Linked DNA regions of Hordeum vulgare: region 2 is linked to region 1. A link is a contact called in public Hi-C data. All regions are on one chromosome and are shown on one strand. The core of a region is the stretch at or near the end of the contact, and the rest is flanking DNA. Distances in the headings are between cores, read along the strand shown. Region 1 has its middle 77 kb from the start of LOC123410158. Region 2 holds the start of LOC123411149 (succinate dehydrogenase subunit 6, mitochondrial).

What was found. Hi-C and Micro-C count contacts between places; a contact is called where the count stands out from the background.
Region 2: a Hi-C map of leaf shows a contact between it and region 1, with 4 times the contacts expected there. The contact joins the promoter of LOC123411149 here to the enhancer-like site in region 1. A contact is called at or near these places in 3 of 6 Hi-C or Micro-C datasets (leaf and seedling).

Annotation. Positions count from the first base shown.
Region 1 is chr7H:430,992,225-430,998,302 of MorexV3_pseudomolecules_assembly, forward strand. No RefSeq gene overlaps it. Among protein-coding and RNA genes, the nearest start is that of LOC123410158, 77 kb to the right of the region's middle. Within about 2 kb of position 3,692, at least 3 of the 3 cell types and tissues checked have open chromatin away from gene starts, as enhancers often do. A contact at or near this core is called in leaf and seedling, where this site is marked.
Region 2 is chr7H:431,296,338-431,302,496 of MorexV3_pseudomolecules_assembly, forward strand. LOC123411149 (succinate dehydrogenase subunit 6, mitochondrial) reads left to right here and starts at 2,972. Exons shown (of 4, transcript XM_045104085.1): 1 at 2,972-3,256; 2 at 3,347-3,449; 3 at 3,565-3,708; 4 at 4,636-4,961. The coding sequence starts at 3,092. The coding sequence ends at 4,649. LOC123409312 (MADS-box transcription factor 26) reads right to left here. Exons shown (of 7, transcript XM_045102250.1): 5 at 6,115-6,156; 6 at 5,985-6,026; 7 at 5,461-5,876. The coding sequence ends at 5,715.

The DNA of each region.
Region 1 (6,078 bases), core at 2,442-4,941:
ACTTCTTTACTATAGTGACCGTCTGATCCGCTGATCTTGATGTGAGGGTAATGGTTTCCATCTTTTGATTCTTGTAGAAGTCATTCAAACTTTAATCTCCACTTGGAGCTAGTACTAAATTGTTGTCGTCAGCATTAATATCAAGTTTGCCTATTGTCCACGTCAGGTTTGAAGTCTCAAGCATTAATTTCTCCTCGGAATTTTGGATGAGCCCTTTGGGTTTGTAAATCTTTGTCTCCTTTCTTTTGTGGCCAACAATTTTAGCAACAATATTCTATAGTGGGGAGAGCTCCTTGCTCATGTTACCAACAGTTAGTATTGCCTTCTGCTTAAGAGTTTGGTTCTGTACCATTGTGGGAGACACAACCTCACCTTGTACCTCCCATGGTTCAGTTATTTCTTCTCCTGATTTGGTTTTTGGGGTTGGCTTTGACTCCCCTTGCCTGTCCTCATGACAAGAACTTCTACCACTTGACTAAGAGCTTTGTCCAGATTTTGAAAGCAAGAATCTCTTTCTTCTATCCTCCTTCACCATAATTTTTTGGCGTTGTAGGGTAATTTTCCATCAATATATGAAGAATTAAGTTAATTTAGAGGTAATTTAATGCTGACATAATGCTGACATAACTTTTTGAGGTAATTTAATGCTGCCACCTGTTGCTCGGCCCTATTCAATGTCTAACGCACAACCAAGGGTCAGCAGAAAAACCAATTTTTGCCCCAAGGTCACCCCGAAATGCAGCCAAATACTGAAACTGGGTGTTCGAGAGATGGACTTGGTGTGGAGGAGACGAGATTTTGCGTTGGAATCTAGATGGGATGGATGCACGATAGGATCGTGACCACGATATCAAAAGTCTAACCCTAGAGTCGCCCGTCGCTCGTGGGGACAAGAAAGTTCTACGGTGCACCTGGAGTCTTCACTTATGTGAAGGCCAAGATTTTATACTACACATTTTGTTGCAAAGCAAGGGATGTACTACCAAAACTGATAATATTGTTAAAGAACAAGGTTGCACAATTTTTCGAGAGTAATTGAAAAAATGGTACATCATTTGAAATCAAAGGACAAAAATATATAACTAAATAGACAATGTAACCATGATGTCATGCAAATATGAGAGTTTTCGAAAGAAGAATACACGATTATTTTTACTAATATAAAAGGAGGAAAATTCCCTTCGACGTCGATGCTGCATGTGACATTTTTTATCCAAATGTAGCAATAATAGTTTAGGTTCACAAAAGTAGGCCATGCCATTGAAGATACCTTCCGCTTTGTGAAGTCATCCGGAATGCTAAGATGGAACTTCTTTGCTGTCTTCCCGGGACCGCATAGGCGTGATGTGTCCTTGCAGTGTGCATTATATGAATGAAAACCCTCAAATCAACTAGAAGGAAAATGAATTCACGACGATTTCAGTCGGGTGATTATTAGGGACAAACGGACTCGGATAAGGGATAAGCGAATATTTCAGTAAATTATTTACCTAGTTCTCCACGAGAAAAACCCCAATACCATCAAATCCCCAATCGGGCGGAGCTGGGTCGACGGCGAGCGTCATCGAGAAAGTCTTTGCAAAGAGGCAGCGGCAGGCGGTAGTAGCAAAATGCGGTGGGGTTTGGCGGTAGCCTCCTATGACGAAAAGCATCGAGCTAAATGGTCTCCGCGACAGTAGGCGGTGACATGCAGATTTGAGGAGGAGTGCGGGTGCGACTGGTATCTCTGCATGTTCTCTCACACATTCGGAGGTACTCGTCCCACGAAAATGCAGTTGTGCCATATGCAAGCATCCTGTAGTGCACTCGTGCAATTTTGGTAATAAGAGCATCTAGTTCTTCCCATGACATCATTCTTGAAACTAAAAGTCTTCGTAGGACCGGATGCCATTGTACAGGGGTTCAAAGTCATTTTTGCATCCGAAAAATGCCGAAGAAAATTTAACATGAATAGGGCATCAGGGGAAAAGTAGTCGTTCATCAGCGTGAAATGCCCTCGTGCCATGTTCCAATTCGACACTCAATGACCATTGATCGATCCCTTGAAATTAAAAAGATGCTCTTCCACACACTTCGTGTCTACAAGGACTACTTACATCTTCGTTGTTTCATTGGCATAATCCTTCTCATTGGACGAGTAATTGGTACACGTACTCATGTTCGAATCCGTTGCTTCAAAGAAGGAATTAAAAAATACTATGGAAATTTCACCAAACAGTTGCCGGGTTTGGTGACCCCACGGCAGCATGGGCGGATGATACCTGCACGGCGAACGAACGAGAGGTGTGGAATGATGGTGTAGGCAAAATGGTGTGAGGGAATGGGTGGTGCGACGGAAGTCACGAAGGTCTAGGAAGGGCTTGGAGGGCGACGAGGGTGGTACAACATCTGAGTCTGTGAGGGGGAAAGCATATGCGGGGAAAAGGGAAGGGATGGAGACACGAGGTCCGGGTATTATTCTGGGTGTGTTCGATGGAGTCAAGGTTCTATGTGGATGTGGTCACAACTCCTACAAACCCCCTTGTTTACTCTGGTTTGCGGAAAAGCGGAAAAAACGACAAACAGATTGATTCGCGGATTGTTGCAGAACAGTATTGAACGCAAAATTGCGTCGAGATAGAATGGTGTGGAAATTTGCTAGCGATTTGAGGATCTGCTTTAGAAATACCCTCACTCCTTATCACTGAATTTGACACGCAAATCATTCGCTATTGTTATCTGACCCAGCAAACGTTACTGATATATTCACGTCCAAGAAAGAAATGGAAGCTCCTATGGGGCACCTTCGGTGCCACTTGGGGAACCGACGCTTGTAACGCCCCTTCTCGTGGGCTGGCCCATGTAGAGTGTGGTTGATTATTCAAAAAATGTGAAAAAAACTGGAAAAGGAAAAAGCTTGTGAATTCAAAAAAGTTCACGGGTTTTGAAAAAAGGTTTAGAATTTTGAAAAAAGCTCATCGAATTCAAAAAAAAGTTCATTGCATAAAATTCAGTGATTTTAAAAATGTTTAATGCTTTTGAAAAAAGTTCAACACTTTGAAAAGAGTTCACATATTTTGAGAATATTTCATAGAAATTGATTTTTTATCTAATTTGAAAAAAGTTCATCGGAATTCAAATAAAGTTCATGGATTTGGAAAAAAGTTCATCAGATTTTTAAAAAAATAATCAATTTTTTTTAAAGTTCACATATTTTGACACAATTTATCAGGTCAGGAAAAGAATAAAAAGAATGAAAAAGGAAAGAATAAAATAAAATTCGTTAAAAGGTTAGCACATCGCGCTGGGTGTCAGGGTGGTTACTCCAGCCAACCTTTGACGAGTTGAGTCCTTACAGGCGCACTCTTTTTTTTTTGGTTTTAACAGAAAAAGGAGGAAATCAAATGGGTTGATCCTAACTAGCACGCCTGTAGATGTGAAAATGCTACACTTACGAAATCAAGTTACGTAGCCTAGGAAATTTCTAAGTAGGTGTACCGAAGCCCCTGTAGGTGCCCATTTGCAGAAACAATGAAAACTCCCCTAAAAAATATTAATAAGAACGGACGTCTACAGCACTAACTAGAAATCTCCGAAAGAAAGGTAGTCGGCTGATAGTGCACTCGAGGGAACTGGGCTATACACAGGCCCATTTCAACCCATACACACTGTGAATCCGGGAGTAAGATTAGGCCCACCAGTAAGTTATGACCCAACGGCAAAAAACCGCGCGGGCTGAGCCCGAAAGGTTGCAAGTAGACATGTGGCCTACAAGACATTTGAGGCGTGCGGTGGAGTAGCAGGCACCTATCTTTCGCTTCCGGGCCGACCACGCACCGCGATTCTTCTTACTTTTTCGCAGTGCATCGCGTGTAGTGTACGTCGTCTGGTAGTCAACCATTCAACCCGCAAAGAAACCCCGAAAAAAAAGAACGGCTTTGCTGGGTCAATCTAGCCAGCGAGGCAAGGCATGCACAAGCACAAGAACCGCACATGCACGTGCACGCAAGTGGAGGAAAAACTATTTAAGCCCCAAGGCGGCGTGCGGCGGGCCGGCCGGCGCGCGCACCAACTGGACCGCCGCCGCGTTACGCACGTACGCGCATTCTTCTGGCCCGGCCTCGCACCGCACGAATTCAATCAATTAATCACCATTGTTATAGAGGTTCTCACGTGGCTAGGTTGCTTTGTGGCTTGTCTTATTGTTTTTGACATGGGGTTAGACTAAGAAAGCTTATAGTAGTATCATAGTAGGCAGGATGGATGTGTGTGATGGTTGTGAAAGTTAATCCTTGTAATCAGGGCCAGTCCTGAGATTTTAGGGGCCCGGGACAAAACAAAGTCTCAGGACCTCTTAACATAAACATCATGACATTAAAATTATACTTTTGCTAAACGTCGTCGACGACGATTTATTTTGGCTCAGCCTACAACGCCCACGAAGACCCTTGGAATTACTAGTGACGGGGAGTTGAAGGTTCATAGTTGTTAGTGTTATGGGGTCACCGATGCTAGAGAAAGGGTCATTAAAGTGATGGTTTCATAGGTGACCTCCCAACAGGGGAGGAAGTGACTCGGGTAGATGCGACAGTGGCCGGTCCTAAAATTTCAAGGGCCCGGGTTTATATATCTAAATTGTTATCAATATATGCATAGTTAGACATTTTAAACAATAATTACTCTTAATTTTTATCAATGAGGTGCAAAACCAAAATGTCGACCTAGTTTCATGATATAATCATATATACATGATTATATTAAGTACATCTCACTTTTCTTAAGATTTTGACTAGGAAGTTTCATGCATTGTATATTTCATTCTGTCAAAAAAAAAGTTACTTGTACTGCTCCTGGTAGCGCACATCTAGAATTAACTTCAAAATTTGCAACATTAAAATTAAATTGACCAACTAATTAGATTAAGTCCACCATGCATTTTTCAATTAATTTCAGCTTCGCTATCATCATCCGTCCATGGATCGAGTCATTCCTTCCCCTCGTCTTTTATCAATCTAAACTTAGCCAGATTAATTCCGTAGCTACTCTAATTCACTAGCTCCCGGATGATGAATCAAGAAGATGATTACCTGATCTGTTGTTCAAAAACTGCCTGTTGGGACGTATGATACTGTCACTTCTGTCCATGGGGATGAACATGAAATCTCTCGAGTGGCCGTGGTAGGACGAAGCAGCGGGGAGGCCTTCGAGGGAAGAGGTTGTGGCGGCGGCGGATTGCCCCTAAGATTGCGGAACTTGAGGACTCGTCTGTGATATGTGGTGGCTAGGTCGATAGCTAATGTTATGGTGCGCGCCTACAGAAATCCCACCAAGAATCTAGTGATCGCTGATTTACTTATCCGAGATACTTGCTCCCTGTACGCAACTACATGTCCATGCCCTAATCTAAATTAGCTCAGAAATAATAATTTCATGGGCCTAATAATACAAAGAGCACACATATGAGGGGGGGCCTCTATCTCGGGGGCCCGGGGCGGCCGCCCCCTCTGCCCCCCGTGGGCCGGGCCTGCTTGTGATTAGCATTGTACTGGCCGAAAAGGCCTTGCATCCGGCTTCTTTACCGCTTCTTCTTTAATAATACGATACGCATGTTTATGTGTATTAAAAAAAATCATCTCATCATGGTTGTCTTGAGAAAAATAATATGTATCACCTCATATGCTTACTGACGCACAATGATTTTGGATACGGAACATCCACATTCCAAACGTAGGCTACAATTGTTTCTCTTGACGCGTGACACCTTTGCGTATATTTTCTAAGGCTGTCTATAATGGGAGTATCATAGGTAGTATCATGCATGCTAACTAGACAATTTTCATGAGGTGGCATAGAATTAAATGAAGAAAGAGAGGCTTGAGTATCATATCATGATGCCGTATCATATTAAATGATGTGCTACTATGTGTCTTGCATGACAATAAATGAACTACCATATGATACTATGCATTACGGATGTGGTATCATACACTAGTATCATATGCATGATACTATTATATGATACTATCCATTACAACCAGCCTAAATCACCTCATACACGTATCATCCAATCAACTAAGCATAAAGGAGAGAGTAAGAGGA
Region 2 (6,159 bases), core at 1,722-4,221, 300 kb after region 1:
TTCATGCTACTACATTATACCTTTGAGCTATCGACATTATGATCATGCACTTATTTTTTTTTTGGTGTTATGTGCATTACTATTCATTCATATCACTTATGCGCACCACCAAGATGTATGTGACCTGGAAGAGTGACCCATGATCCTAACCAATTGTGCATTTGCATTCAACGCAAATTAAAATAATGCACAAATTTAAGGGGAGCTCTTGCTTTTCACATACTTGTCAAAGCGGCGATGCTAATCATTGATTATATCTTTTGTGGAACCTTTGATCTATGTGTTGTCATCAATTACCAAAAAGGGGGAGATTGAAAGCACAATTGCTCACTAAGGTGGTTTTGGTAATTAATAACAACATATGCATCATTGAGCTAATGATCTTATCCAAGTATATTTCAGAAAAGAAAGATGCATTGGCTAAAGGATTATGAGGAGAAACCCCTTGATGCAAGGAAAGGAATAGGATTGGCTCATGCTTCAAGCAAAAGGACTCTACATTTTACATTTGTGATAAATCACTTTTGAGTCCATAGGAAAGCCAATAATATTAAATGGGGTGAGGTATTATGATGAATTGGTTGCTCAAGTGCTTAGAGATAGCCACCAAAAATATTCAGTCATTCTCCCACAAAAATCTCTGTCCCAAGCCAAAACAGAAAGATTGGTGCCACCAAGTTTTCCCACTCGGCCCTACTGATTTTCCCATCGACAGATCCTTTGCCAAACCCTGATCTCTTGTTACCACCAAGTTTCACATCAGTGCCACCGAAAGACAGTCACCAACTTTCTGGTGCCTCCATTTCAAGAATCGAAATTTCTGAGATTGAAATTGGTACCACCGATATTTGGAAACTGCCCTAGGTCATCGTATCGGTACCACCGAGATTCATATATCGGTCTACCGAGAATTCAAAAGTTGCCACATTTAGTGCAACTCGGTACCACCGAGATTATTTCGGTGTAGCCAAGTTAAGAAATAATATTACAACGGTTGGATTTCAGAGGATGCCTATATATACCCCTCCACCTCCTCTCACTCATAGAGTAAGTACTCACAACACACACACACACACACACTTGCGATATCCATTTTTCCGAGAGAGAGCCACCTACTCATGTGTTGAGATCAAAGAGGTTCCAATCCATCCATTTGAAACTTGATCTCTAGCCTCCCCAAGTTGATTTCCACAAAATCAATCTCTCCCACCCATGCCAAATCTGTGGGAGAGTGATTGGGTGTTGAGGAGACTGTCTTTTGAAACACAGGAGCAAGGAGTTCATCGTTCTACCACATATATTACCTTTTGGAGGGTGGTGCCTCCTAGATTGGTTAGGTGTCGCTTGGGAGCCTCTTACTTTATGTTGTGGAGTTGAACCAAGAAGTTTGTACGGCCAAAGATATTTCCTACTTCGTGAAGATCTACCATGAGCGAGGCTAGTCGTGTGTGGACGTAAGCCATGGTGGAATAGACAAGGTCGCTTCTTCCTGGACCCCTTGTGGATGGAGCCCTCCGTGGACTCTCGCAGTTGTTATCCTCCATGGGTTGAAGTCTCCACTAATGTGGACGCACGATAGTGCCACCTATCGGAACCACGCCAAAAATCGTCGTGTCAACCTTTGCATTTGATCTTCCTTCCCTATCCTCTACATTACATTTGCATGTCTTTACTTTCCGCTGCTATACTCTTAGATATGCATGTGGAGGGTGAAATTGACTAGTCATAGTTTCTAAAACTGACCCACAACTAAAATTGGAAAAAGGCTAAGTTTTTATTTTTAGTCAAGTAGTCTAATCACCCCCTCTAGACATACTTCAGATCCTACACTTGTAATAAACAATGTAACTATATCGATATTGCAATAAACGAGTCAAGAGGCATTCTTTGCAAAAGAAAACTAAAACATTTGAATCAACCGCTGATCAATGCGCTTCATAAGTCGCCTCTCACGCGCTACGTGTCCGCCAGCCCCATGATCGAGTCGCTGATCTTCTTCCCCCTTTATTCTTTCCTTTCCTTATCTATTTATTGCAGAAAGAGTTGGGCTACTCGTTTTTCTCCTCCTTTTTATTGTTCCCACAACACATCAAAACCATGCCAACGCCATCGCCTGTCACCCTGCCACCGCTCGTGTTATTGCAACACCTACCCCTACACGCCACGCTCTACACATTTGTCACAAACCATCGCCCGCCTCACGTCGTTGCACTGCTGCTCCACTATAGCTCCAACAAAGTAGCTTGCGTTGTCGTCACAGGTGTTGCATCGCAGCTTCCGCTATGGCTACCATGTGATGCATCGCAGTATCCACCGTCATTGCCAACACTACAATGGAGCGCGCTCGGGGTTGCAATGGAGAGTCGTCGGGGTCGTTGGAGCTCTATCGCGACTGCACTAGCGCTTCGAAGGAGCTGTAGTGGAGCTTCGCCAGCGACTCGATGCAGCATCGCCGCCAACTCCCTGGGGAAGCTTTGGTGTTGCATTCGAGTGCTTGCGAGCGGTTCCATTGCAGCTCTGGATGTTGCATCGCAACGCTCGCGAGCAGTTAGACATAGTGTTTTGGTATTGCAATGAAGCTCTTGTCATGACGGCTCTCTGGTGCTGCAATGGTCGTCAGTAGAGCGGTGATGCAAGATCGAAGCAGGGGAGGGGATGTGAGAGAGAAGGGCAAGCATGTGTTGACATATCTAAGGGCTCAAAGAATGTATCAGATGGCCGACGACTCGACTGATTCGCTTGGAAATCAGTCGATGATTCCTAGCGATATCTACGATTTGTATATTCTTTTAAGTTTTTCTTTAAAGACAGTATGTTCTTTTGAGTGGTGCACGACAATTTGTAAGGTTAGGTAAAAAAAAACAAGTCATCCCCGTAATTTCATGTAGGCCATTCTGGCCCATATGGGTTGTATCCAGCCCATTTACTAAGCTTATGTAGCCAACCCATGTAGGCCATTCTGGCCCATCTGGGTCTTAGCCAGCCCATCTATTAGGCTTCCTTCTCTAACCTTTTCCCCAAGGAGAGAAACGAGAAAGGCTCACCGTGGAATCGATCGAATCGTAGCGAAGCAGCGGCGGCGGCGGCGGCGATGGGGATCGGCGAGCACTTTGAGGGCGTGAAGCAGCACTGGGCGCGCAACTTCGCCTTCCTCGACTACTTCAAGAAGGTCTACGGCCGCGATCAGCCCCTCCCCAAGTGGTCCGACGCCGACGTCGAAGAGTTCATCGCCTCCGACCCCGTCTACGGCCCCCAGGTATCTCCCTGCCCTGCCCTGCCCTCTCCCGCAGCCCGATCCCGATCCCTCTCTGCTTCCCCCCTCTAAATTACAGAGATTCGTTTCCAGCTCAAGGCACTGAGGGAGTCCAGGAAGTTCGCGCTCGGCGGGGCCCTGGCCGGCGCCGCGCACCTCGGCGGCGTTGCCTTCAAGTACTCCAAGAGCCCGCACGGTACGGAAAGTCTCTCGATCGGTCTTGATTCTGGGTTTGCACGCGTTGTCGTTGCTGCTGTGTCTGATGGCGATGCGGTGGGGATTTGATCCGTGACTGACTGCCTTGCCTGCAGGTGTCGTGCTGGCGACCGGGTTCGGAGCGCTCACTGGCGCCGTGCTCGGATCGGAGGTGGCCGAGCACTGGTACGAGCTCTACAAGATGGACAAGCAGGGGGCCAACCTCAGGTTCATCTACTGGTGGGAGGACAAGGTCGCAGGTGTGTTGCTTTCTTCTGGCTTCGTGTCACATGCTACTCCTGTTTATCCTCATTTTGTGATTCAATTCCAAAGGGCAGCATGTTAGTACATGTATGCCATGCCACTTTGTGTAAGAGAACATCATAATAGTGGTTCCATTGGTTCCTATGCAAAAGTTTTGACTCAGAGGTGTTGATTATACGCCAGTTGAGTGAATTTAGATTCTGGGCTGCGATTAGCCGTTTGAGTGAACTGGCAATTATGTTGTGTTGGTAAAATGTTGTCTTGAGTGAACTAGGAATGGTAGAAGGATAGGATGTGGCTGTATCCATGATGATACTCATTAACATGCAAGTCGTCATAGCATGTTTCGTTTGGATGGACATGTTTCTGTTTAGCTCTCATGAAACAATTATATTACATAATAGTGACTCATGTAATATGGATTGTCACGGCGGTCAAGTGTCTGCGTACAGCTGCATGCCAATATCTCATTGGGTTTTGCGTATCTCTGTTTAGCTTTCTTAGAGCATTATATGATGATGACTCAGGCATTGTGATTGTAATTGAGTGACAGTACGACAATGTTCCATTTAGCTTTCTTAGAACATTATGGGATAGTGACTCTGGCAGTGTGATTGTAATTGGGTGATAGTATGACAATGTTTCATTTAGTTTTGTATGTTTCTGTTTAGCTCTCCTAGAACATTATATGACAGTATCTCCAGTAGTGTTGATGTAAAGGTCTTGGAGATTTATCATAAAGTTATTTATGTGAATTAGGAGTATTAAGGTATAGGATGAAATATGATTGTTAATTCAATGATAGTACTTGCTAATGCACCATTGTTGATGGAATTGCCTGCATGAAAGTATTTTGTTTACTTCTGCTACCAAATATTTCATGGTTTATTCTAACCTTGCTGCAAATGTTCTTCTCTGAGCAGGCCAGAAGAACTGAAGAAGACTTCTGCATAAGGTTGCACCTGTTTCAGCTTTACTGGTTTGACAAGAGAATGATGTCTCCAGTTTGGGATTTGTAGTTTCTACTTCCTAGTCTTTTTCCAATAAGGTGCATATTGGCAATCAATTGGACAATGTATTTTATTTTCTCTACTATGGGTTTGCTCCCAGTTCTCTATGATGTTCATCTTTGCACCTACGGAAAACTAAATGCCAGTACTTTTCAGTCTATCAGTAATGACTATTCTGCAGGTTGTAAGTATTCAATGACCTTAAAAATAATATAGGGGATGCCTACTTCTTTGAATCATTTCCAACTCAGGTTTCCAGTTATGAATATGAGCCTTGAGGCCTAATGCAAGTGAGTATGGTTCCAATTGCATAGGAGAATTCTGGAACCAGCTTTCCTGACTTGATAACTGCGTATTTCTTTGGGTCATTATTTCGATGCTGTGTCATGTTGTAAGTATCACTGCATTTAGTTGCCTGTGAAACTATCTTGTATCAGCATTTCATAGGTATCAACACTTCTGTAAGTAGGCACACTCACTTATCCGAAGTTTAATTAGGTGGTGCTTTCTAACTCAGCTGCCACTGGATCTATCCTTGGTACTTGGTTCTGCATATGCCTCATCAAATTATCTGATACTAGTGATTTTCCAGCAATGGTTTCTCATGCCTAATGCTAACAGTTTCTGTTTGCATGTCACTTAAACTTAACGAAACAAACTGATATCATGCATCAAATAAACAATGTGTCATGTAAAAACAAGTTACTCAAGGGGTAATAAGCTTGCAACATCTCGGTATTCAAAGCAACACACAAACAAAGGTCTTGATTATGTGAAATAGCAACATCAGAGCTCCTCAAGAGTTCTTTAGGTAATGTAAAAGCACAGTGCAATACAATACTTAAGGCCTTAAGGGCACTCCTGAGGGAATATGGCCGATATAAATATTACAGAGTAGTACCAGAGCAAACCCATACATAAAGCAAGCTTTGTTAAGTATAAATAACCACCATATTACACACTAATAATAGTCCCTCAGGGCGTTATTACCATCAGAAGGAATAGCCCATCTCTGAGCCCCTACAAGTAGAATAGCCACTCAGTATAGTCAGTGGGTTAGTGATCTCCTCTATCAGTGGGACTGTACTAAAATGCCCATTCTGCTGATCTGCTATAGTCATGCCTACGTCGATCAGTCCATGCTGTTCTACTATCTGCAACCAGGAACACAATTTTTGTATCAGCAACAATTGCTTGCACGGCGGTCCACAACACAAAATCTAGTTTGAAGTTCCATGTGACAATATACGTACAATCGGTACCTTTTCCTGGAGAATTTCGTTGGCAGCTTTCAACATGCCTTCCTGCATATAAAGAATCCAACTCTACTTTCAGTAAGTTGTCAATGATAGTTGGGTATTTATAGATTTGAAGTGTTATTAATTGACTTGCCTTGCTCTTTAGTGCCTGGATCTCTTGAATCATTATCTGCATCTG